Linked DNA regions of Mus musculus: regions 1, 2, 3, 4, 6 and 7 are each linked to region 5. Evidence: chromatin contacts called from public HiChIP or PLAC-seq, Micro-C and promoter capture Hi-C data. All regions are on one chromosome and are shown on one strand. The core of a region is the stretch at or near the end of the contact, and the rest is flanking DNA. Distances in the headings are between cores, read along the strand shown. Region 1 holds the start of Scaf4 (SR-related CTD-associated factor 4). Region 2 has its middle 38 kb from the start of Ifnar2. Region 3 overlaps Scaf4 (SR-related CTD-associated factor 4). Region 4 holds the start of Ifngr2 (interferon gamma receptor 2). Region 5 holds the start of Urb1 (URB1 ribosome biogenesis 1 homolog (S. cerevisiae)). Region 6 has its middle 17 kb from the start of Ifnar2. Region 7 holds the start of Donson (downstream neighbor of SON).

What was found. Promoter capture Hi-C pulls out the DNA fragments that hold promoters and counts their contacts. A called contact is a pair of places that touch in the nucleus more often than the background predicts. HiChIP or PLAC-seq counts read pairs in DNA pulled down with a chosen protein or histone mark.
Region 1: a contact with region 5 is called in a promoter capture Hi-C map of the HPC-7 cell line. The contact joins the promoter of Scaf4 here to the promoter of Urb1 in region 5. A contact is called at or near these places in 13 of 39 promoter capture datasets (the 3T3-L1 cell line, 3T3-L1-derived adipocytes, the C10 cell line and 9 more), 1 of 484 Hi-C or Micro-C datasets (embryonic stem cells), 8 of 115 datasets of contacts at active chromatin or transcription factors (the 230-238 cell line, T-cell acute lymphoblastic leukemia, astrocytes and 5 more) and 4 of 9 other capture datasets (adipose tissue, embryonic stem cells, liver and 1 more).
Region 2: a promoter capture Hi-C map of embryonic stem cells shows a contact between it and region 5, with 2.5 times the contacts expected there. The contact joins the enhancer-like site here to the promoter of Urb1 in region 5.
Region 3: an H3K27ac HiChIP or PLAC-seq map of extraembryonic endoderm stem cells shows a contact between it and region 5, with 8 times the contacts expected there. The contact joins the enhancer-like site here to the promoter of Urb1 in region 5. A contact is called at or near these places in 4 of 39 promoter capture datasets (the 3T3-L1 cell line, cranial neural crest, hippocampal neurons and 1 more), 5 of 484 Hi-C or Micro-C datasets (the G1E-ER4 cell line and embryonic stem cells) and 3 of 115 datasets of contacts at active chromatin or transcription factors (astrocytes, epiblast stem cells and extraembryonic endoderm stem cells).
Region 4: a contact with region 5 is called in a Micro-C map of embryonic stem cells, with 3 times the contacts expected there. The contact joins the promoter of Ifngr2 here to the promoter of Urb1 in region 5. A contact is called at or near these places in 2 of 39 promoter capture datasets (liver and stem cell-derived epiblast-like cells), 1 of 484 Hi-C or Micro-C datasets (embryonic stem cells) and 1 of 115 datasets of contacts at active chromatin or transcription factors (pancreatic cancer cells).
Region 6: a contact with region 5 is called in an H3K27ac HiChIP or PLAC-seq map of microglia, with 5 times the contacts expected there. The contact joins the enhancer-like site here to the promoter of Urb1 in region 5. A contact is called at or near these places in 2 of 39 promoter capture datasets (the C10 cell line and pre-B cells), 1 of 484 Hi-C or Micro-C datasets (palatal mesenchyme) and 3 of 115 datasets of contacts at active chromatin or transcription factors (astrocytes, memory CD8 T cells and microglia).
Region 7: a promoter capture Hi-C map of pre-B cells shows a contact between it and region 5, with 2.8 times the contacts expected there. The contact joins the promoter of Donson here to the promoter of Urb1 in region 5. A contact is called at or near these places in 2 of 39 promoter capture datasets (liver and pre-B cells), 1 of 115 datasets of contacts at active chromatin or transcription factors (astrocytes) and 1 of 9 other capture datasets (liver).

What each region holds. Positions count from the first base shown.
Region 1 is chr16:90,282,832-90,286,090 of GRCm38.p6, forward strand. It overlaps Scaf4 (SR-related CTD-associated factor 4), which reads right to left and starts at 1,672. Exons shown (of 20, transcript NM_178923.4): 1 at 1,172-1,672. The coding sequence starts at 1,201.
Region 2 is chr16:91,332,493-91,336,216 of GRCm38.p6, forward strand. No RefSeq gene overlaps it. Among named protein-coding and RNA genes, the nearest start is that of Ifnar2, 38 kb to the right of the region's middle. Within about 2 kb of position 2,224, at least 23 of the 459 cell types and tissues checked have an H3K27ac peak or open chromatin away from gene starts, as enhancers often do. A contact at or near this core is called in embryonic stem cells, where this site is marked.
Region 3 is chr16:90,258,643-90,261,957 of GRCm38.p6, forward strand. Scaf4 (SR-related CTD-associated factor 4) reads right to left here. Exons shown (of 20, transcript NM_178923.4): 4 at 1,499-1,660; 5 at 69-204. Among named protein-coding and RNA genes, the nearest start is that of Scaf4, 24 kb to the right of the region's middle. Within about 2 kb of position 1,654, at least 3 of the 459 cell types and tissues checked have an H3K27ac peak or open chromatin away from gene starts, as enhancers often do. A contact at or near this core is called in extraembryonic endoderm stem cells, where this site is marked.
Region 4 is chr16:91,545,225-91,548,828 of GRCm38.p6, forward strand. Ifngr2 (interferon gamma receptor 2) reads left to right here and starts at 1,835. Exons shown (of 7, transcript NM_008338.4): 1 at 1,835-2,008. The coding sequence starts at 1,939.
Region 5 is chr16:90,808,652-90,812,282 of GRCm38.p6, forward strand. Urb1 (URB1 ribosome biogenesis 1 homolog (S. cerevisiae)) reads right to left here and starts at 1,762. Exons shown (of 39, transcript NM_029497.1): 1 at 1,548-1,762. The coding sequence starts at 1,689.
Region 6 is chr16:91,353,749-91,357,365 of GRCm38.p6, forward strand. No RefSeq gene overlaps it. Among named protein-coding and RNA genes, the nearest start is that of Ifnar2, 17 kb to the right of the region's middle. Within about 2 kb of position 1,638, at least 105 of the 459 cell types and tissues checked have an H3K27ac peak or open chromatin away from gene starts, as enhancers often do. A contact at or near this core is called in microglia and pre-B cells, where this site is marked.
Region 7 is chr16:91,686,871-91,690,350 of GRCm38.p6, forward strand. It overlaps Donson (downstream neighbor of SON), which reads right to left and starts at 1,858. Exons shown (of 10, transcript NM_021720.1): 1 at 1,537-1,858; 2 at 925-1,005. The coding sequence starts at 1,842. It overlaps Cryzl1 (crystallin, zeta (quinone reductase)-like 1), which reads right to left. Exons shown (of 13, transcript NM_133679.2): 13 at 2,452-3,045. The coding sequence ends at 2,946. Gm10785 (predicted gene 10785) reads left to right here and starts at 2,028. Exons shown (of 6, transcript NR_040389.1): 1 at 2,028-2,410.

The DNA.
Region 1 (3,259 bases), core at 422-2,921, 530 kb before region 5:
GTGCCAACTACGGCTGTCTGGAAAGACATGGACTCCTCAGCTGAGGAAAAGTATTTTAAGGGGGTAATTTGGACAGCAATAAATATTCTCAACTGCAGGACTAATTGGAGGGTCCCCTTCTGCAGCGCTACGAATAGAAAGAGAAGTAACAACCTAATACTATTGCGAACTGAGCCACAGAAATCTCATTGTGAGATGGAGCAAGTTCTGACACCACATCAACACGTGTCAAACTATGACATCAGATTCCTTCAGTGGTATTTGAAACGGGAAACATACCCCAACTTAATTCACAATAGTTTCCACTCTGTAACTGCGTTTTAAAGCATCAGTGGTCGTCTCCTCCTCCCACATCCATTCAGATAAATAAGATAGTATGGACTTTATGCCCCTAAGCAGCACATGGAACGATCAGAGATACAACTAGAGAGCTTTAAGGCGGCAGGCAGCTTTGTTCCCGGTTTGGGGAGGTTTTCACATGTAAATGTCCCTGAGGAAGGGAGCTGAGGATTAAGTACCCCGAGAGGGCGGTGCGAGGGTGAGCAGGTGGAGACCCAAGCAGCCTTACTAGCGGACTAAATGGGGCGTACACTTTGCTCTCCCATTCAACTTTTTAGGTGTCACGATGTACAGAAAGGGCACGTTCTAGATAGAAAGGCCAAGGGAACTACCGCTCTATGTTCATTTGTGAGCGTGTCAATCCAGGAGGTGGGAGGGCAGACACCCTCTCTAAGTCTCCGCCAACCGGGATCAGAGTCCAGCGGCCGCCGCGCAGCGCCGCGGCCTGAGCAACAGGAGAACCCAGGCGGCTGCTACGCCGGCCCCGGGACTCGCGGGAACTCCCGCCCCTGAGTCGGCCGAGCGCTCCGTTGCAGCCCCTGGCGGGATCCCGGCCCCGTAAAGCCGATAACGGGGCCGGGAGCAGCATAAGGGCCACGTTGAAGAAGCGGGAGTCGGCACAGGCCGGAAGGGGGCGAAGGGGCACTGGCGGGGGAGGGGCGCGGGGTCAGCCCCCGGCGGTGGCCGCGACCTCTCCCCGGCTCCAGGCCCGCTGCCCCGGAACCGGGGCAGGAAGCGTCCCCGCCCGGACTCGGTGCTCGAAAGCCCTCGGGCAGCGAGAGAAGCGGCCCCGGCGTGGCCCGCACCAGCCCTAACCCCAAGCACTCCTCACCTCCTGGTTGAAGGCGTTGACGGCGTCCATGTTCGCGCGCGTTGCGGCGGCGGCTGCGGCTGCTCCGGGCCCGCCGGTCACCTAGACCTGGAGCGGCGGCTGAGTAGGGCCGGGTGCCGGCAGGGCCCTTGGGCGTGGAGGGGGAGGAGGACGGGAGGCGACGAGCGGCGGAGGCCGAGCAGGAAGGGGCTGCGGCCGAGGCGGCGAGGCTGGGCCGGTCGAGCGCAGGCAGAGGCGGCGGGCCCCTGCTCAGTCCCGTGCGCCGGAGGAGGGATGGGAGGCGGCGGCAGCGCGGGGCTCCAACATGTCCGTTTGGCGGCGGCGGCTGCGCTCTGCGTCGCGCTGACACGGCCCCCCGCGCCCTCCCTCACGCACTGGCCCACACTGGCCCGGCCGGCGAGCGGGCGGGCCTCTCTGTCTCTCTCCTCTCTTTCGCCAGCAGGATGGCGGCAGCGACCCGAGTGCACGCCGCGCGAAGCACCCTGGGACAGCTCGGGCCTCCAAGCGCTTCCTGAGCCCGGCTCCGCCCCGCTCGTGCTTGGCTCCGCCCACGCCCCGCCCCTCCGCGCCCCACCGGCGCCGAGCCGCTAGCGTGTGACCGCGCGTTGTCGCGCGCTTTCCCGCCGGTTGCGGCTGCGGAGAGTTCCCGTCTTCTGGGCTCAGGATCCGGACGACGGCTCCCGGGGTGCATTGTGTCCGGGCAGGACTGCGCCCTGCTGCTGCGACAAACAAAGCGCGGAGGGTGAGCGTCTGCAGTCTCCAAGTCCCCTGCTTCGACTTGCGTGCGGACCTGGTGGACGCCCTGAGCAACTTCCGAGGACTGGGCTCCTGAACCCCTAACGCTAATCTCCCCAAACCCCGTTGGGTCGCTCTCGGCAGAAGTGTGTTCTGATTCACTTGAGTTCTCACCGCCTGCCGCGCGCTGCGACCGCTGTCTGTTGGGTGTGTGAAAAATGAAAGTTTTTCTGTAGAAACCTCACTTTTGTGGAGCATGAGTATAAAAGCTAGAAGGCCTGACTCGTACTGGAAGTTGGGGACTACTTCCCGTAGAAAAGGGCGAGCATCCTAAAAGAATTCGAGAAAGGAGGGGCCCTCTGGACCTTGCGCGCTGTGCTATCACCTCTCCTTGGAGGACAACCGGCTGGTACTTAGGGAAAGCAACTGGCCCTACCGAGACCAGATCCTAGCAGAGTTAGGATTTTGTTCTTAAGGGGGCATCATGCAGGTTGACATCCTGCAAAGTATGCATGCGGAAGAAAGTGGGGCCAGGAACAGCATGGCTTCGGGCCCTGGAGATGATGAGGCTGAAGGTATCAGGCACTGGAGGAAAGACAGAATGGTGTTCCGGAGGGAAGATGCACACTGCTTCTTGAAGGACATGAGTGCTGGGTTTGCGTCAACTTGGTAATAATTTAAGGAAGGAATGAGTTTGAGGGCGTAATGGCTAATCTTTGTCAATGCCTATGAACAGTGTCCTCATTTAAGTCAGCCTAGTTCAGTTAACCACCATGCCCAAGTTTATCTGGCTAGACGGTTATCTTTTCGGGCTCTAGCCATCTGAGCTGTCCCTGGGATAGTTAACTGAGGGCTTTTGCGATATGGGTAAAGTCCAGGAAAATGGCTGAGAGGAGGTAGATACCTGGGATTCAATACTGCACAGCTAACAGGAGCTGAAAAGTCAGACAGACAAGGAGCAGAGGTGTTTAAGAACAAGGTGTTTGGCCCAGCATGGTGGCACACGCCTTTAATCCCAGTACTGGGGAGGCAGAGGCAGGTGGATTTCTGAGTTCGAGACCAGCCAGGGCTATACAGAGAAACCCTGTCTCGGAAAAAAAAAAGAAAAAGAAAAATCTCAGCCCTAACCAAGGCTGTGGGTTCAACTCCGACAGGGTAAGGATCAGGAAATGCCTCTCCATAGGATAGCTGTGGTTAACAAGAATTAATAGTAGGGCTGGTGAGATGGCTCAGTGGGTAAGAGCACCCGACTGCTCTTCCGAAGGTCAGGAGTTCAAATCCCAGCAACCACATGGTGGCTCACAACCATCCATAACGAGATCTGACTCCCTCTTCTGGAGTGTCTGAGGACAG
Region 2 (3,724 bases), core at 974-3,473, 520 kb after region 5:
CCTGAGAACCAGAATATGGCTCCTGCTACCCTCCAGGGAATCCAGCACCTTCTTCTGGCTTCTGTGGGCAACTGCAGCATGTGAGCATTCCCACACACAGACATACATGCATATATATGATTAAAAATAAAGTAAATCTTGAAAAATACTCAATGAGTCTACTCATTATTATGAGTTATGAAAGTCATGTGTGTCTTTGGATTTCCTCTGGGTTGACACCACAGCTGAGAGTGTTGTAGGAAGAAATTACCAGATTCTAGCAGAGACACATGGAAACCCCCCCCCCCCCAAACAGGAAGAAATTGCCAGGAAGCAGGAGCCAAGCAACAACAGGCAGAGGATGCCCAGTGTGGATTTTTCCCAAAGTGGACAGGGTATTGTGCCCATGGCCGCGAACTCTTCCAGAATATTGCCAGTCTCTATCAAGAGGCGTGAAGTAGAGACAGCCAGTTTGAATTTGGGCAGGACTCTGACTGCTTCTCTGAGCAAAATGCAGATGTGTAATGGAGGCCATGCCCAAATTCTCTGACACCAGGTAGTAAGAGGCTCACTCTCAGAGACTCCCCACCCTGGCCGACGGGCCACATGGAGCTGTCCAGCTCCTGACAGCCCTAGCTAAGATCTCAACCCGCAAAAGGCACCAACCGCAAACCTGTGAGTGAGGGGCCATTCTGGAAACTAGGTTTTTTTGCATGAACCCTGTTCCTTGGGGCATCCAGACCAAGCAAGACAAAGTTAGAAAGCCCTGCACATGCTCTGCTTGCTCCTGGAACATCAGGGCTGCCAGCTTGGACTTCCCCTTCTGAGCCTATTCTGACCTTTAATTCCTTCATGCATCATGTTGGAAGGTGAGGTCTGGTGGGAGGTGGAGTGTTCATAACGTAGTCATGACTTTCTACAGTTATGAATGAACCAGACCACACACACACACACACACACACACACATACACACACACACACACACACACACACATACACACACACACACACACACACACACACACACACACACACACACACACCAGAGCTTCCAGAGACTAAACCACCAACCAAAGAGTATACATGGAGGGACCCACGGCTCCAGCTGCATATGTAGCAGAGGATGGTCATATCTGGCATCAGTGAGAGGAGAGGCCCTTGATCCTGTGGAGGTTTGATGTCCCAGCAAGAGGGGTGAGGTGGGAGTGCAGGGGAGCACCCTCTTAGAGACAAAGGGGAGGGCAGATGGGATGGGAGGTTTGCAGAGGGGAGACCAGGAAGGAGGACATTTGAAATATAAATAAATAAAATAACCAATAAAAAAATTTTTTTAAAAAAGAAAAGAAAAAAATGACTGAACCAGAACAAGAGTCAGCCCCCTCTCCTGTTTTGCAAGCAGCTATTTCACTTCCCACCCCCACACCATGTTTAAAGCAACATAAAGCCCTTACGAGAGCTGTCCAACTGACCTTGAACTTCTCAGCCAAAAGCAACTCCTCTTCTTTATCAGTTACCTAATCTCAGATGCTCTGCTATAGCAACAAAAACAAAGAAATGACCTTTCTCATGTATTTCCATTTACTTCTCTGAGTTATTCAATCAAAATGACAGAGTAGAATATTCTCAAACAACTGCGGCCATCCATGGTTTAACCCATGCAAACTTCCCTGCCCGAGTTCAAGACTAAAACCAGACACTGTACCCGTCATTCCTTGCAGCTCACCAGACATTTGTAGTCCCCACTGCTCATCCAGAAAGAGTTGGAAGGAACTGCTGTGAATTTTACAGAAGTCACTGTGCTGTGACAAAGTTCACGGCTCTCTGCACCACCTGCCTCTGATTCCCACCAGAAGCCATCATTCCTGATTAAAGCAAACACTGTCAATTCGGCCACAGCCCCAGGACGTTCTGGTCCCCTCTGAAAACATTGCCAAACAGCTCCCTGATTGGGTCACGTTAGGTCACAGTATCCACGGGTGGACAAAATGTAGTAAAAATTTTATGGGCCACTTGAGACCTATTGGATCGGCAAGGAACAAGCTAGGTCCAAAAAAGAGCGCAGTTGGATCCAAGTCTTTTCAGAAAGTAGTCACATATGGAAACTTCCCCAAGACTTCTCTGGCCCCTCAGCAGCCGGTGCCTCCACCCCATCACTCTTCTTGTCAGCCCGGCCAGTGCTGCTATTCTCTTTCAGCTCCTGTGAACAAAGAAAATGTCAGAGCCGGGTCTCTCCCTTTTGTTGCAATTCCAGAGAGCTCTTCAGGGAAGAGGGTGGAGTTGGGGGTGGGGGCCTATGGCCTGTCCAGAGGGCATTATCTCTGCCAAATGTCTATAGGTCTCCAGCAGAGCTGGCTTAACTATGAGGAGTGGTATCTCTGTACATTTGTATGTGTGTGTGCAGGACATACAGGCATACACACAGGTCCCACCAGGGAGGGCCCTGAGCACCCTGCACATTTAGATCTGTTCTTGCTGGTGGTGCTGGGGAGCCACTGAGGATCTCCAGTAAGAGAGGAAACCATCCTCAGCTCTGTGGGGCTGCTGGATCAACACTAACATCCAAGAATTATAAGAGTCCCGAGGACCCATCGGAATCCTTGAGGGTTCCACTCCCCTGGGGGATCCCTGGGGAGGTTTCAGTTCAGAAACCACAAATGCAGATTCCTGGTTAGTTTTGTTATAGGCTAGACTCTTGGGAGATTTTTCATAGCCTCAGTTTCCCCATCAATAAAATGGGAAGAAAGGTTTGTTATGCCTATACCCACACACCAGCCAATGTTGTTAAGCAATAGCAAAAAGAGCAGTACTTTCTGGCTTATCCCTCAAAATCACTTGGCAGGCTTCTGAAGAGAGAACTCTCAGCTCTCAGGGCATGAAGGAAAACATCCTTGAGAGCGGTCATAAGAAAGGCAGCCCCTCTCACCACTGACACACTCACCGCTGAGTAACTTCCTTTGCTTTTCTTTATCCAGGGAGATTCTCACTTAGCCCAGGCTGGACCTTAGTCCACTATGTATCTAAGAATGGCTTGTAATTTCTGATCCTCCTGCCTCCACTTCCTAAGTGCTGTGCATCATAGGCATGGACCACCAGAAACCTTCTGTTTAGGATGTGGTATATATGGTATCCATAGGGTCGTGAATAATTATACATAACATATAACTATTCACATACATGATTACTTATATGTATGGATATGGTATGCTAATATAGACCCATGTGTAATCCCCAAAGGCGGATGCAGGCATGTCTTCCATCATAGCTGATCTTCTATAATCCATTCTTCTTCCATCGAGAGAGGAGTCTGTGCCCATCCGCCTTGAGTTTAGGCAGACTTTTAACTCCCCTGCAACCAACAGTCTAAGATGGGAGTGAGTTGCAGGACTCTGGGAGCAAAACCATAAAAGGTTATGCAGCTTCCACACTGGCCTCTGGCACACTTGTACAGACCCAGAAAACCAATGCCCTGAAAGGTCTGAGAGGCTGCTGTGCAGTCAGGAAGCCGTCGTGACCAGGCTTGTGTCAGCTTGGAAGAGAGTACCGCAGTTGAGAAAAATGTCCCCACCATATTGGCCTGCAGACAAGCCTGGGGCCATTTTTTGGTTGATGATTGATGTGGGAGACAAAGCTCACCGTGGGCAGGGCTTTACTCGAACAGGACAGTACTCAGGCCGTTCTGGGGGTTGTAAGGAAGCAGACTGAGCAAGCCATGGGAAACAAGTTAGTAAGTGATGCCCCTCCACG
Region 3 (3,315 bases), core at 404-2,903, 550 kb before region 5:
ATACAGAAAAGCAGACAGACGCCAGTACACTTGCAGGACCTTCTGTCACTGGCAGATATGCACTGTACCTTCATTGTTGGTGACATTTTCTGCTACTGGAGCAGCATTACTGGTTCCTGCTGCCATGTCCAAAAGAGGCTGAATAATTTCAATTTTGAACACTCCATTTTTTTGCCAAAGATTTAGCACACGAACTATTTTACTCTGTTATATGTAAGAAAATGAACATACAATAAATATTTATAGAAATAATGTATCATATCTGATTTTAAAGAGAATTACTGTTTCATAAGGGAAAAAATCCACCAGAACTATTACCCAGTTAAACTCAAATTAACCTTTTCTCGGTGGTATGATCCAATGAAAAGGAATATAAACAGAATACACAGCTAGCAAATACAAAGGAAGGTAAACACGTCAAGAACCATTTCTAATGCTCTTATACAGACTCTGCAAACCCACAACGCCTCTCCTCATGCAAATGTCGCTACTCTCAGACACGGGCACTTTCCCTCTCTCTCTGGTTTGACCAAACCAAGTTCCCTTTTCTGTTACATAACTTCTTTAAGAATTAAGAGAAACTAAAGCAGCAGGTTAAGTTAGTGTTAGTGATGTTTACTGTGAATTCCCACCTATTTAGAATGCATGTATCGTTCATGTTCGTTCCTTCTTTCTTTCAGTGAAACTGTGTGTGTGGTGTGTGTGTGTGTATGGTGTGTGGTGTGTGTGTGGTGTGTGTGTGTGGTGTGTGTGTGGTGTGTGTATGTGTGTGTGTGGTGTATATGTGTGTGTGGTGTGTGTGTGTATGTATGTGTGTGTTGCAGTCTTACTGCAGATTAATCACTTGCATGTGTGAATGTTGGGGAAGAACAAATCTGGGTCTTCTAGAGTATGCAAAACCCTGGTGAGTATTTTCTCTCACACAGAGTTGTTGTCTGTCTTCCTTCTGTAGCTTCAGCTTGCTGTTATTAGCAATCTGCCCACTAAGTGCTGAGATCAAAGGATATGTGTCTCCATGCCCACTAGCAATATGTTCTTTAAGGAAAGATAATGCTTCCTGAACAACCTTTGCTAGTTTCTTTTAACTGCAGGATATGTAACATGAAATGTGTAGTGTACAGCGCCTAGCTGTTGGCTGTTGTTACCACGCCGTTTAGAAGAGGCTTCCCATGCACAGAGGTAAGGCACTCCTCACTCGCCAGCAAGCTCTGCTCTGCTCTGCTCAGGATCTATAACTCTGGCTCCTTCTATGATTCAACATTATAAAAGTCCTTGTACAGAGGCCAAGTGACTTCTCCATTTCACATATAAGCAAGAATAGGAAATGACCACCGTAGAAAAAACTGACCTTACAATTCAAGATCAGTACATGAAGATATCACCCAGTAACATAAATAACAAGTGTCAACAACGTGAACGTAAGCATTGTGTGAGAAATATAAAGAGGAAATAAGCTGGACAAAATGCAAAATGTTAGCTTGTTACGTTTTAACCATACCTTATCTTCAGATGGACAAAGATATAAATACTGGAATGTAGCAGTTATATTTTTAGAGAATCTTGGCCCAAAAACATCTTTATCAGTTCCAAACTGGTGCCGAGACTGTCTCACGATGGAGTCGATGACATACAGGCCTGGAACCTTATATTCTGGCTTACACTGCAAAGGGGAGGAGACAAGCTTAGACCAAGGAAAGTGGAATCAGGAGGTGCAATGGTGTATGCCTCCATGCCCAGTATTCCAGAGGTGAATCTGACCCAATCTGGTCTACTTAGTGAGTTCCTGCCCATCCAGGGCTACAGAGTAAAACTGTCTGGAATTAGAAAGGGAGAAAGAAAAGAAAGAGGGAAAGGGAAGGAAAGGAAAAGTAACGACAAAGCCCAAGCACATCCACCACCCACTATGTCACACATCAGCTCGCAGCTCGCCACATGCACTGCGCACTGTGCAGCAGCTGCTCACGTGCTCCAGCCATCTCTCTATCTGGCTGTCAGTGTCACATCTGTCAATAGTGACACTCTTTGTTACTTCAAAGTAGCTCTCAGGACTTTGTTTCCCCAAATCCTTGACTTCACTTCCAAAACTTTCCAGAGCCACTTTACCAACCCACTTTCCTACAATTCAGTCATTCTGAGTCTTGAATAACTTCCTGAAGTTACTAAAACATACTTTTAAACATGCTAGTTTTACTTCTGTTAAAATATGTACCAGAGACTTCGAGGCCAGCCTGGTCTACAGAGTGAGTTCCAGGACAGCCAGGGCTGTACAGAGAGACCCTGTCTCAAAAAAACCAAAAACAAACAAAATATGTACCAGAGAAATAAAAAGTAAGAGGAAGAGTCATTTGGGTCTATAAATTTGACAAAGGAAACAACCAACCAAGTATTAGAAAAACAGGCATTTATATAGGAAAAGACATAGCCCTTTGTGGAAGGCAAGCAATTCAGCAACAAAAATAAAGCCTTAGTTGGGCGTGATGGCGCAAGCCTTTAATCCCAGCACTTGGAAGGCAGAGGCAGGCGGATTTCCGAGTTCGAGGTCAGCCTGGTCTACAGAGTGAGTTCCAGGACAGCCAGGGCTACACAGAGAAACCCTGTCTCAAGACAACAATAAAACCAAAACCAAACAAATAAAAAAACCTAAGACCACTCTCAGTTCACTCCTGAAAAAGACATGCTAATCATTCATACACACACACACACACACATACACACACACACTTACTTTAAGACAACACACAACTAAAGACAGCTTAATGATGATGGTAACAGAGAAAAGTCAGGGAAAATAAAAAGTAACTTCACCTGAAAAACTGACCTGAAAATCAAATGTCAACAGAGCAGATGAGGCAGAGTATAGAATGGCAGGCTCTTAGGGCTGGGACCAACACTATTCTCAGCTATGACAGAGCCCAGCACCAACCTCTCACCAATACTCAATGAACGGCAGAAATATGGGAAAAATACCTTTTAAAACTTCTCAGTGCTTAAAAGAAATTCAGTAAATATTTTTTAAAAAAAACAGTTACTGTGGACTGGAGAGATGGCTCAGTGGTTAAGAGCACTGGCTGCTCTTCCAGAGGTCCCGAGTTCAAGTCCCAGCAATCACATGGTGGCTCACAACCATCTGTAATGGGATCTGATGCCCTCTTCTGGTGTGTCTGAAGACAGTGACAGTGTGCCCACATATAGAAACAAATAAATCTTAAAAACAAAACATGTATCATATATGCGTGTTTTGTCTGTTTATGTATATATGTGTACCATGTGCATATCTGGTGCCCAGAGCCCAAAGAAGGCAAAGACTCCCTCACC
Region 4 (3,604 bases), core at 585-3,084, 740 kb after region 5:
AGATTCGCTCAGCAGTTAAGAGGGCCTGATGCTCTTGCAAAGGCCCAGAATTCCAGGACCTCACAGCCATATGTAACTTCACTTCCTGGGAGGTGATAATCTCCACAGGGCCCTGCACACACACACACACACACACACACACACACACACACACACACACACATAAATATTTTTGAAAGCATTGTGATTGTGTTCATGCAGTGCTGGGACCAGTCTTTGCTCTCATGGTTTTGGAAGATGCAAATAAAACACCCTAAGGTTTAGTCTTTTGCTGTGTCCACAATAAGCCTACCTCCAAAGGGGAGAAGCAATGGGGAGGTAAGAGAGAGAACACAGAAATGGCGGCACACAGCACAATCAAAGCAGTTGCTCAGAGGGACAGACAGAGCCAGGAGTGCTACACACACAGGAAATGCCAGACCGGAGTTCCTGTTATCTTCCGCTGCCAGCTGCCAGATCTCAACAGAAGACTCAGCTATCAACGACATCAGGGTTCCTCTAGGCAGGAAGGGCAAGAGAGTGGATGCCAGCACCTAGCTGGCCTTGCCCTGACAAAGTTGCCTTGGGGAAAGGAGAGAAACGCTTGTCTTTGGGGGGTTGTATGCTTGAGGCATGGGGTACAGATCCAGGGAATATGCCCTTAGCACTGTGCTGAGGGAGGGAGATTCTAGACAGGGGTGTGGTAGGGAGTGGGGTGAGGCAGTAGTAGCACTTCCAAAGGCTTACCATTTGGGGTCAAGACCACAGGCTGAAAAGCTTAGTGATCACAGGTCCTTCGTGGCTTTAGCTGAGTCCTTTTCCTTACCCTGTCTCATAAAAATAAAACATGCCGGGGGCAGGGCACGGGGCACTCAGAGGGGTATACTTATAATCCACAGCCTGTGTGGTTAGGTTTTCTCTCCTCTGCGGTTTTCAACACGTCCTGTTGAGAGGATCCCCACAGCCCTCCTCTTCTCCTTGGCATGTAAGTACATTTCTGGGTCTTGAAATTCTCAAGTCATAGTTCAAATTTTTGCTAGATAATTTCATCACGTATTTTTATAACAGGCCAACTTCTGGAGCCACAGGCACAAGGGAAGGGTTTGGGGGCCCACGACTAACCCCTGAGAGGTAGAGATGTGAGGATCTGTGAAGTTCAAGGCCAGCTTCAACTACAGTTTAAAGTGGCTTCCTAAGACTGAGGCCTCAGCGGTTAGGAGCAATAGCTGCGGTTCGATGACCCCTTTCTTTGACTCTTGTCTCCCTCTAACCATTCCTTTCGTTGCCCCCTTTTTTGTGGCCGAGGTGTGAACGTCTCTGCCAACAGGCTGGCCACTGGGGAAGGCTCAGGCTGGGAGCCTATCCCTGCCCTGCTCTGGGGTCACTTCCTCGTAGCTTCACAGCCACAGAGGGCCAAACCCACAGACTATTAAGCAACCAGTACAGTTCCTCTAGCTTTTCTTCCTCTGTGACACCACGGCCTAGAGGGTCCTCTCTGCTATACCCTTAAGTAGCCCTTTGCTTAAAAGGATTCAAAGCTTAGCACGATCTTTCCGGTCATTAAAGAGAACAGAATTCAAAATAAATGGGTCCTTAAATCGTACGTGGCGGGAGTCCGAAGTGGGGTGGGGTAGGGTGGGGATGGGTGTCCACGGGTCTCTCCAGAAGGATGGTACTAGAGATCTCTGGCCACACATTGGAGGTCGGCTCGGCGAGGTGTGGCCGGAGTCACCGGGGCTGTGTGCTGGGCTGCGGGGGCCGCGGTTCCCGGGAACACCGGGGAAAGTCCCCACGGGCCGGGCGGGGGCGGGGCCGGGCGCGGTGGGGGCGGGGCGGGACGCAGGCGGGGCGAGGCGGCTCTGCGGCTAGGCTGGGGAAGAGGCGGGCGCTCGGCTCGCCATGGCCGCTGCGGTGCGAGTCTGAGCGGCGTCCACCCCGCGGTCCCGGGCCGCCCGGGCCATGCGGCCTTTGCCACTGTGGCTGCCGTCGCTGCTGCTCTGTGGGCTCGGTGCCGCGGCGTCCTCGCCAGGTAAGCGCGACCCAGGAGACCCCCCACCCCACCCCCGACTCCTCGGGCTCTCCTGGGTGTCGCGTCCGCGCGTGGGTGGCTCCGGGAGCTTGCACCCGGCACAGGGTGGGGTTCTGCAGTCGTTCCCGATCTGCGGGTGACCGCGATCGGACGGGGCACCGACCAGGAGGAATCTGCAAGAGGGAGCTGCAGTGAGTGTAGCGTGGACCACGGGGAATTCCAGGCCTGGAGGTGGAGAGCCCAGTTCGTCTTTGGCTCCTTGGTGCCAGGGAGATCAGCTGACGGGCAGGACCAGTATTTGTCTGGGCAGCCTATAAAATCCTCGTACTCAGTTCCTCGGGATCTTATAGATGGGGAGCAGAAATGCCTGTGTCCCCTCCAGTGTATGGGGACAGAGGGTCAGCTGAGGCACACTTTTAATCTCAGCTCTATCCTACTCCGCCCACACAGCCCTTTACCGGGGTTCAACTTCCCACTTTTGTCACCAACCTGACTGTATTTATGAGCCAGTCATCAAAACCAACAAAAGAAAGACATCACTAACCAAGAACATTCTTCCTACGTGATTATATTTTGCTGGGTTCTTTCCCGTGCAGAGATCATATCAAAGCTTGGATATCTGGAGTCCACAGTGGTAGTGGGGTGCACCCTTGTGAAAACACAGAACTCAGGATGAGAAAAAGGGGTCCTGAAGTTTCTGGCCGGCCGGGCCGGCTTGGTTTACTCAGTGGGTCTTGCTGTTGTTGTTTATTTTGTTTTTTTTATAGTTTGGCCATTAGTTAAATAAGCCTACGAATTGGGACGTTCCCTCCCATTGGAAGTGGTGTTGAGGAGTTAGTTGGTCCTCTGTCAGCATCCCTGCAAAGGCCCTTAAGTTCCCTTTCTCCTTAAGGGCAGAGGAGCACAGGAGGATGAGTGGGTTACGCAGTTAACTTGTTCTCCTGGAGTCAGACAAAGACTTTAAACCCTGGCTCTGATGTTCCCCATTTTGCCTTGAGCAATCTGTGTCTGACACACCCACACACACAGGTCTCCTTTGGAGGAGAGCCTGCGATTGTCTGAGATGTCTGTGAACTATGTGTTCAGAAGTTGATAGGCGTATTTAGAAACTTTACAACAGACATTTTTCTAATGATTAACTTTTTATTATGCTCCACAAAAGTCGTGGTCTGTGGCTCATTAACAACAAATTGGATCCTTAGATATTTTGAAAATGGTAGCCTTTTGTAAATTTCTTAGACTCTCATGCCACTCTTAACGCGAAATTTTCACACTTTTTTTTTAAAAGAAAAACTAGGATATGTTTAAAAGAAACCCTTTTAGTCACAGTGCAGAGTGAAAATATTGACATTGTTCTTGCGGCCAACAGGTAATGAGAAGATTCCCATAACTGTTCCATAGGTTATGAATGGCCCTCAGGAATCATAAAATTGCTTTTAACAACATATTCATGTTTTGCCTGCATGTCTATGTATGTCTATGCACCACTTGAGTTCCTGGTGCTTACGGAAGCCAAAAGAGGCCATCATATCTCCCAGAACTGGAGCTATAAATAGTTCTGAGCTGCCCTGCTGGGGCTAGAACTCTAATAGAGTA
Region 5 (3,631 bases), core at 512-3,011:
AGCAGATCCTTTCTGATCTAGAATCCCGACTCACTGGTCAGTCATCTCTCTACTGCTGACACTACTCAACTGAGTAGCCTTTGCCACTGAATCCCAAAGCTCCTCTCCACCACACAAAGGGAACAGCAAGAGCAACCTAAAAATCCCCAACACACACCCACCAATCCAATCCTTGAGAGCATTCCCATGACAGGAACTCAATGTGTACCAAGGAGGGAAAGGGAGAGAAAAATCCTGACATTATAGTCAAATAAAAATCTCCAAACTCCCACATTCACCCACTGACTTCAGCTTCGCAACGTCTTTCAATCACTTCATTAGTCATGTACCTGCCAACCTAGCTGTCCCCTGAAATGTAGACAGAAGCCTTTCAGGAACCGAGCTGGCGCTTTTCTTCTGCCAGGAAGGCTCCTTTCCCTATACAATTCTACAACTCATGAAAAACCTGCTTCCTTGGGGAAGCCTTCTTTGATTTCACAGATCAAGGTCCCAGGCCCATTAGGCACAATGGATAGCTGGCTCCTTCTGGAAGACCCGTGACTATGTGACTTTGCTGGTCACCTGCTTTCCCAAACTATCAGATTTGCAATGGCAAGACCTGTGCCAGGGTTTTATTCGCCCATTACATCTCTACCTAACAAACAGCAACTGCAATTAAATATCGAATAAGTGTGTGGGGCGCTAAATTCTGTGCTAGCAAAGGTGTCATCTTCTAAGCAAACGACCAAGGCGAGGCACCAAACGTTTAAAAATAAAAATTGTAAGAAAAACATTAGCTGAGAATACTTTTTGAGTCAGGGTCTCACTATATAGTGTTTACCGAGTCCCCTGGCTTGAGTTAGCCCAGGGCAGTTCAGGGAGACGGACAGCTTACTCTTCTTTGGACTGGCAGCAGCAGCAGCAGTCAGGAGTGCTCTGCCAACATGACACTGTCAGGATGGCACCAATTCTATCCTTAATCTTCAAATATTTCTAATGTTGGAAGTCAAGGTGTACTTGGTCTGGCACTTTCTAAGAAGATAAGGCTGGCCTTCAACTGACAGAAATCCTCTTGCCTCTTCCTCCCTCTAAAGTGCTGAATTAAAGGCACGAACCATCAAGCCCTGCGATAGTTTATTAACTTTGTAGTTTTGTTAACCTAAGAGAAATATTTCGCTGTCTTGTTTTTACCACCGCGTTGACGTCTGAACATGGTAACATGTTCAACTGTGGTTCTCCTCACAACCAATGTACTCCTTGCACGATTAGAAGTCGTTGTGAAGTGGTGTCACACTCTGCAGCGAGTGAAATTAAATTACAGAATCTGGCCCCTCTCGGTTACCGGTCCGGACAATCCTAGTCACTCGATTTAGTTGTAGGTCCTTATGGAACTTGTTACACGTGACATCCCGCCATTATCAGGGTTGACAGTTGGTTACTATGGGAACGGCTACTGACAGCCCAAGCAAGCTATCTCACTGAACTATTCTTGACTAACTCCGAGCCGGGCTCCGAGGCGCCGCTGTGCCGGCTACTGCCCCGAAGCTGAGGAGTCCGCTCCCACTCACCCGGTCCTGGGCCCTGCGCATCCTTCAGCAGGGTCTTGAACCGCACGCCCGTGAACTCCTCCGCTCGCGTTCGCTTGACTGTGCCAGCGGGGGACGCCGCGCTGCTGGGACCCTCTGACGCCTTCCTCTTGGGGACCCCCATGGCCCAAACCACCGGGCCAGCAAAACGGCACCCTCGGAAAACCCACGCGACCGGAAGCACCGGCGGCAAGGAAGGGGCGGGACTGGAAGGAAAGGCGGAGCCTATGAGGGGAAGCCGGTAAAAGAGCCGGTCTTCGGGTGAGAAAGGGCGGAAGGGGCGGGGCCTGCTGAAGGGGGCGTGGAGAAGGTAGAACACCTGGGGGCGGGGCCTTCTGGGGCGTGTCTCTGGGTGGTGTGGGCGTGGCTTGGTGCTTGGGTGGGGCCTGTAGGGCCTGGGATTTCCCCAAGGGTTCTCTGGCTGTGCTCTGCCTGCAAAGAAAAATCACATACCCGCCCTTAGCTGCAACAATCTGGGGCAGATGGATCAAAATGCTTCCCCTGCTCCCGCAACTCCCTGAGCAGGAAGAACTCCCAGACCCACAAAGAGCAGCACAAAGAGCTCAGATATTTAAAAATCTCTGAGCATTTTAATGATATCCTTTGAACAACTTCATGAGATTGATACTTCCTCAGTTCAAGCCCCCTGCGTGTAAGTGTAAGCCGGGTGAATTCCCGAGGGCTTGACATCAGGTGGACTTACCTCTGAAAAGCCCTAGCTTGGGAATGTGGTCCAGAGTGTCCGTAACCCTGAATCCCCAGTTTTTGTCACAACCCTAGCCAGAAGGCCTAGGCTGGTTAGATGTCATTTCAAGTAACCTCCATCCACGCTTGCTTCCCCCAAACCTTGATGCACTCCTTCTGTGGTGCTGAAGGCCAGGGGCGATCAAAGAAAGCAAGCATTTAAGAAAACCTCCTTGGACAGTGCCCGCATCTCAGCACCCTCGTTAAAAAGGAGACAACAAAGCCGGCTCTCCCCAGTCCTGGGCTGGAGAACGGCAAGTAATGTAATGTTTAAAGAACTGCTTTAAGGGGACAGAGAGTACGATACAGTTTTTATTTGTTGTAAGCTGTTGATTTACAGGCTGCATTCAATGCTCTGGCAAAAATGTGGGAAAGTAAAAACAGTCAGTTGCATAATTAAAAAAAACAGATCTTATCAATATCTTGGTATGTATTTAAAATTCCAAACTAGCCTGTTAGTTGGGAAATCGATGGTTTCTGAAATTCTCTGTCATATTCTTCTAGTCTAATAAGGCACACTTTTGGAAGCAAGTATCTTTTAAGCATCTAAGAATGTGGTCCCTGTCACTCCTATGATTTTAGAGTCCCTAAGAGAAAAACAAACAAACAAACAACAACAACAACACTTGCCTTTGACTTTGAGCCTGTAGCCTACAGAAACAACTGCATCTGTGGGAATCCCTAGGTCCCGGGCCTGTCAGAAAAATGAAGATGACTAAAACCATGAATAATTTTGAGAGAAGAGGCTGAAGACCGACTTGTGACCAATTGCCCATGTTGACACTCACCAGGACCCAAACAAAAGGCAGCAAGAAGAAGGAAGAAACAGTCTAAAGCCTTGAGTTTAGCTTATGTGATGTTGGGGGAAATTATCATCTCTCTGTACTAGTGGAAGTTATAAATAATTGGGGGTGGGGGTGTGGCTGGGAGGGTGATGGTCTCAGCTCAATCCCCAGAACTCACACGGTGAAAGGAGAGACCTCCTCTCACAAATTGCTTTGTGGCCTCTACATGCATGCTGTGGCAAGTCTCTCTCTCTCTCTCTCTCTCTCTCTCTCTCTCTCTCACACACACACACACACACACAGCTCACAAAATATTTTTTAAACCCACAAGAATTAGTGAGACCAGGGAACTTACCAGGGTACTCAGGATCCTAGCCTCAATTACATAGAAGCTGCCCCTGTCCATCCTAGCCTTAGATAAAGGGATACCCGATGGCAAGTAATTACTCAGAATTACAGATGGATGTTTGAGACTGGCTCAGAGCAGTCCTCTAAATAACTAGGCCAGGTCTTTGATACTTTGCCCAATGCCAAGCT
Region 6 (3,617 bases), core at 388-2,887, 540 kb after region 5:
ACACCCCCTACACACACCAGGGTTCGGGGAACATCTCAAAAGAGAAGCTAGAAAGACCGCAAGAGCTGGAGGTGGAGGAGAAGAACTGTGAAATGCTGTCATCTAGCCCTGGCACGGCTGTCAGACTCATGAACTCGTAGCAGCTGCAGGTGCCTGTTACAGGACCTGTGTAAGAGCAAGACAGCCACAATTCCAGCACAGGTGGGTGTCATGGATACAGTTTCTATTGCAGCGATGAAACAGTGTGACCCAGGGGACTTAAGGAGGGAAGGTTTGCCTGGCTGAACTATCCCATTGAACATATGCTTTAGTGTAAACATATAGGGGGGGGGGGCTAATTTTATATCAGCTTGAGAGTAATTTTGTAGGAGGAAACCTCAACTGAGAAAAGGTCCCCACCAGATTGACCTGGAGGCAAGCCTGTGGTGCATCTTCTTGGTTGATGATAGATGTGAGTGGTTCAGGGGCAGTGCCACGCCAGACCAGTCATCCTATAACATATAAGAAAGCAGGCTGAACAAGCTACAAGGAGCAAGCCAGTAAGCAGCACCCACCATGGCCTCCACACCAGCTCCTGCCTTGTGTGAGATCCTGTCTTGACTTTGCTTAGGAATGGACTGTAATGTGGAACTGAAAGCTAAAACAAACCCTGTCTCCCCAGGTTGCTGTTCTTCATGGTTTTATTACAGCAATAGAAACCCTGAGGGGTGTGTGTGTGTGTGTGTGTGTGTGTGTGTGTGTGTGTGTCTTTATATATGTATGTATGTATATATGTGTGTGTATATATACGCGCACACATACATACATATACATATATATTCATTCTACACACATAAAACAGGGACTTCATAAATTTAGAGTGTAGACACATCAGAGACAATAGCTAAGTTATTCTGGGACAAAGCTCTCTCAGAGAGACTGCTCACAATGGGGAAGTGCTGGAGACCTTTGTAGAGACAGGAAAAGACCAGCTTGAACAAGGCTCCAGGATGACTTGACTCTTTGAGGAAGGAGAAGTTAAGATATTACATGTGAACCACAAGTCAGGTGCCAGAGGACAAAAATAATAACGTTGCATAAGCCCCGAGATGAGGCTCTGTGCATTAAGTGTTTGCCTGGCAAGTGTGAACCTTGCCTTCAATCCCCAGCTCCACACAGACCAAGAGTGGCGGGTGGCACACTGCTGCAATCCCAGCACTCAGTAGGTGAGTCAGGAGGATCCGAAGTTTAAGGCCAGTTTGGCTACATAGATACCTGCAGGCCATTCCAGGCTACATGGGACATGTCTCAAAATGATGGTGCTGGTGGCAATTATGACAACACCGTGACGATATATTGCATGGAGTGATCAATGTCTGAATTGCAAGCATTTTTATACTCACAGAGAAACGTTGCTCAAGGCTGGACAATGGCTAAATGGCAGCTAATTCCAGATCTCGGGAAGAAACTTTTCGCCATGGTTAGCCTGTTGTGCACATCATCAGAAGTGGTGTGTCAGCTCTGTGGTCTCTCAGAAGCGGAGACGGAATGAGAAGAAAGAAGGGAAGAGAGACTCCCTGGTCACACCACAGCAACCACCACGGGTAAAACAGAGGAGAAAGCAGAACCATCTACAGGGAACACGGAGAGGGCAGCAGCAAGCCCTCTTCAGAGACGGCGAAGCCGGCCCTGACCACAACGGGAAGTCCCTTCTCAGGCCCAGTAACGGTGGTATTCAGTTTGCATGGCCTGCTGAGAAGCCACCCATGTGTCTCTACACCACTGGCCATTTCTCTTCCTTCTTTCCTTCGCCTCCATCTTGCAGTGTCTAACCTGTAGAGGGCTAGGACAACAGAGCATCGATGTAGTTACTGTCGTACGTAAAATAAGGGCTAAGAAGCTGCGGCCACACACTGAGTGGTTCTGGTGTCAGGATCAAAATCTGCCAAGCACCATTCTCAGTGGGGTGCCCTCAGAAGGGGCTTCCACATTTGAGACCACAGATTCACCCTGCTACACATTTCCTTGAAAGCAGACGAGGTGTTTAACTGGATCTGCCACACCGCCTCCAGTAGAATCTGTGCGACAAGTTACACAGACTGAGGCGATTGACCTCAAAAAAGGGAGGCTTCCTGAAACCGGCTGTGGAACTCTTCTCTGGAGAAAAAAATATTGAGCCATAGTTCTCATGGCAATATCTCTGTTTTATTTTCTCTTATTCCTTCTCTTATTTACATGTTCCTGGTAGCCTAGGCTAAGATCTTAAGCGAGAATAGTGGGTAAGAAACCATCCCTAGAGATGGGGTCACTAACATTACCTTATCCCCAGGGAAACCAACACTTTACTTTCAAAATCATTTACAAAGCTATTACAATAGATAAAAACTTTCCCAACAGCCAGGCGTGATGGCACACACCTTCAATCCCAGCACTCAGGAGGCAGAGGCAGGCAGATTTCTGAGTTCGAGGCCAGCCTGGTCTACAAAGTGAGTTCCAGGACAGCCAGGGCTATACAGAGAAACCCTGTCTCGAAAAAGCAAAAACAAAAACAAAAAACCTTTCCCAACAATAAAATTTCATATGGCTACACGTGTGTCATCGGAGGTGGATTTTGGTATATGGTAAAGAAAGCCTTAATTAGAAAGAATTAAAATAGTTGATTTATAAGAAAATCGGGCACTAGATGTTAAATAATAATTGACCATGGGGCTGGAGAGTTAGTTCAGTGGTTAAGAGCACTGACTGTTAAAGATTTATTAACCTGCTCCTGGAAATATGCCACTAGCCTTGGACGACAGTCCCCACTGAATACATCCTTTTAGAATTGTTATATTTTGATGATTTATAATGATGTTACCTGTTCTGTTTGTGATTCACTGAATACATAGTTTCAAAGTTGTAATGCTTGGATAATTTTTGTGCTTTACTGTGCCAAATGATTTTTGTTGGTATCTGTGATTGTCTCACTGGATATAGTTTCTAAGAGATGTAATGTTTGGTTTTTTTAATGTATAAAACCCCCTGCTTGAGAGCTGCAGAATACACAGATTCAAACTGCCTCTGTGTTTGTTTCTGTTTGTCACCACCAAATCCTTACCCACCTAGCTTCAAGGACCCTCATTCCAGGGACCCCCCGTACCCGACTGGGGTGGTCCGTGGATTGAAAACCTCCAGCATCCTTTCAGTCCATTAAGACCTTGCATAGTCAGAGTCATCACTCTGTTTGGATGTAGCACATAGTAGGTGCGCAAGGAAAAGTGTAGTTGAGAAAGGTCTGTGAGCTCTAGCCCCACTGTCACATCCCTCACGTGGCATGACGACCTTCTCAAATTCATGTTCAGTGTGACAGCTGTGGAGTTAATGAGAGCTGCAGATCAGCAGCCGGGACGTGCCAAGGTGCTGCCTGGACAGACAGAGTCCTAGAGGCTGTGGCTGGACAGACTAACTCAAGGACAGACAGAGTCCTGGAGGCTGAGGCTGGACAGACTAACTACTGGACAGACAGTGGGGGTTGAGGCTGGCCAGACTTACTCCTGGACAGACAGCTCTGGAGGCCAAGGCTGGATAAGCTAACCCCTCATTGCTTGAGTCAGATTTCTCTTGTGTATCCAGGAAAGGGCATTCTCTGCCCTTTGTGC
Region 7 (3,480 bases), core at 608-3,107, 880 kb after region 5:
AAAAAGTATCTTGTAAGGCTCAGAACTACTGAGACAATAGTATAGAGACAACAGCTCTTTCTTTAGGCTTAGCCATCTTGGTAGAACTTTTAAAGGGTTTTAAAAACATTACCTTCAGTTTTAAAAAAAATACAAAGAAAAAACAATTATAGTCAACTAGCTGCACAAGTCCGTATTGTCCACTCCAGAAGGACTTCCTTAGGGAACATCATACAAAGATCCTGTCAGAGAAGCTGACTATGTGAACACTAGCATGAATCTTGGGCACTCTCAGCCTGTTCCCAGTGGGGAAAAATGCATCTACCTGTAACTATGAGCAAGGGAGGGCAGACTGTTTCTCAACTTGTGGGAAGTGTTGAGCTTGATCCCCAGCACAAAGCAGGCTTTGGCCACCAGAGCCCATGTCTAGTATCAAAACACCTGTATAGAAATAATCACTCTCAAGTTTCTCTTTTCTTCTCAGAGAAGGTTCTCATGTGTCCCAGGCTGGCCTCAACTGTCTCTGCATCTGAGGATGCTATCAAAGGCCTGGCAATCCCTCCTTCACTCCAGTGAGACAGCTCTAAGTGTACAGCATCATGTCCCATGTAATTCATGGAATTCCTGGGGATCCAGCCCTGAGGTCTTTGAACATTAGGCAAGCATTTTACAAACTGAGGTTCAGTCCCAGACTTTGAATTCATTCCTGGAACTCATTTTTTCAAGAGAAAAGCTTTTGAGAAGTATGTTTATTAGAATATACATTATATTCAGCCCTTTGAAAGTATTTCCTAGAGTGAGCCATTGAGATGGCTCAGAAGGTAGAGGCACTTGCTTCTGGCCTGCCTGACAACCTGAGTCCAATCCTTCTACTCACACAGTGGAGGGACTGGCCTCTACACACACAATTGTGGCACAAACTAGAAATGTAATTTTTAAAAGTACCTGGGACAGTTCCGTGCCAGTTCTTTCATGAGATGATGTGTCCTCCCACAGCAAGTTATTTTCTTCATTAGAATCTAGAAGCTGAGGTTAAGAAAAGAGTGGTCCTTTTAAAACCTAAGCGATGAGGGAATGTGAACTATGTAAGGGCTCACCTGGCACACCAGGTTCTCAGGAGAGTGAGTGGGAGCTCACATCCATACAGTACCATGTTTCATTGCAGATTTGTGCCTGAACTTATCTAAACGGGAGGAAAGGCCAGACTTTGACGCATTTAATAACTGATACAAAAATCTTAGACCAAAAGTTCCAAAAAAGCTTTATGAGTAAAACCAACATTTGTAAATTCTGACCCGATTTATCTTCAACAGTCCACAGTAATTTCAAGTGCCTGAGAAAAAGGTCTTGAAAGGATGGTGAGAAGGCAGATTCTGTGGCTTTCCATCACAGTTCGGAGGACTATTCGAGCCACCTTCCTGGGTATCCATCCCTAAGTCCTTCTTACAGGAGAGGGCAGCCACCCCCTCCCCCGCCCCAGCTCAGGACATCAGCCTGCGGCGGCTGTTCGCGCCCATTCCCACCCCTGACGCCCGGCTGCGGGACGCGGAGACTCACCGGGCCCGACGCCCCCTGAGGACCGCGGAGCGGCTCTTCGCTGGCCTCGTCCGAGACTCGCGGCCGGTTGTCCAGGCGAGCGAAAGGGTTCCTGCGGGCGATGGTCGCGGCGGCGCCTCCTCTGCCGCCGGCGGTCGGGAAGGGGCGCAAGGGCAGCCCAGCCGCCAGCGCGGCGCGGCGGGGCGCGGGCTCCGGCAGTGAGGCGGGCACGGCGGCACCATGGTCCCGAGACCTTTTCCGGCGGAGCCGCACGGTCTCAGGCGGCCTCTTGAAGCTAGGCGAGTAGCCGGGCACCGAGACAGCCATTGCGCAGCACCGAGGCAGCTCCGCAGCCCTGCCGGGGCTTCCCGCGCGCCCCGGCCCCGCCCAGACCCCGCGCTGCTCACGGACTGGAGGCTCCTGAGGCCCCGCCCCGCCACGGGCCCGCCCCGACGGAGCATGCGTGCCAGGCCGTGCCGCCCCGCCCAACAGATTTCCCGGTGGCCGCTTCCGGCCGGGCGCGCGCAGCTCGCGGCTCTCCTGCTGCGAGGTCGGCGTCGCTGAGAACGCGACGGCGGCGCGCGGCACCCGGTAGGGCTCGGAAAAGGGATTAACAGTACCAACTCGGCAGCGGGCGTAGTGTCAGCCCCGGGTACGGAGCATGAATGCACAGCAAACAACACATTGATTGGTGGTGATGGGCAGTTACTTCTCTCCGTGAGAAGCCGCAATATCATTCTGAGAGAGACGGTGATGGGCCGAGCTCAACACAGTACCCACGAGGGGGAAATGTCCGCCAGCTTCAGGCTAGCCGCAGGCCAACTCTTCCACCCTTGTCCCCAGTGCCCGACCACCGCAGCCCTCTATGCAAATGCCGTCACTACTACAGGACCAGGTACTATGATTCCGTATGATCTCGGAGAAATTCAGAGTGAATGAATATTTAAAAACATTTTAAATGCCAGTGGATTAGATACTTTGAAGTCGGAAAGTACAAATGCTAAAATAATGGCATCAACGGTTTGTTAAGGAAGGTGTTGAGAATGAAGTTGATAACAAAATCAAATGACGTTTGGTATAGCAAAAGCATGTGACAGATGTATTTGCTAGAATAGTGTAGCTTTTGCTGAAAGCAGTTTTCTTAATGGAAAGAATTTTATAGCAGAGGCAAAGTGTACAGATACAATAACTAAAAGAAGCTTTTGGAATGTCCCCTTCAGATGGTAAAAAAATTATCTGGATTGTTTGCACATTAATTTTGGAAGTATTTTTCAAATATGTCAAATAACCAAACATCTTACTGTGGCAGGAAAACAGGCTTAAAAATATAAAATCTTGCTTTATCGTCCTTGGTTTTTCTCAACAATTTCCAAAGAAAACTGGCTTCCCCCACTGGTGTGGGTGCATCCGACTGAGATCAGGGAAGAGAATTAAAATTGAACGACTTGCTTTTTTCTTTCTTGATTTTTCTGAACAACTTCCATGGAAACCTTTGCCTCATACAGTGGGATGGGCTCATCGAGCAGAGGCCTGAGGAGGGAAATGATTCGAGATGTCAGGCACAGGCACAGAGGAGCACAGCACGCAGGATGCAGTAGACCACACATTTGCTTATTTTCCTTTATCTAACACAAGCAGCTCGAGCCTTTAATCCCAGCACTGGCGAGGCAGAGGCAGGTGAACCTCTGCAAGTTGCTGGTCAGCCAGCCTGAGCTAGATAGCTATCTTAAAAAGAAAAATCCAAACAGAAATTACAAATGCATTCATTAATATTTCTGTGGCTTAAAGAAGTAGTAATTTCCCCCCTTTTCTTTCTTTTTTAAAACTGGGTTTGTCTTGTTAGCTAGCCCAGTATGGCCTCAGACTCATGACTCTTAGCCTTCCAAGTGCCTTGAATACAGCTGTGTGCCACAACACTGGGCTAAAAGTGTTTAGGTTTTGAAAGAAAAAATATACTACTCAGTC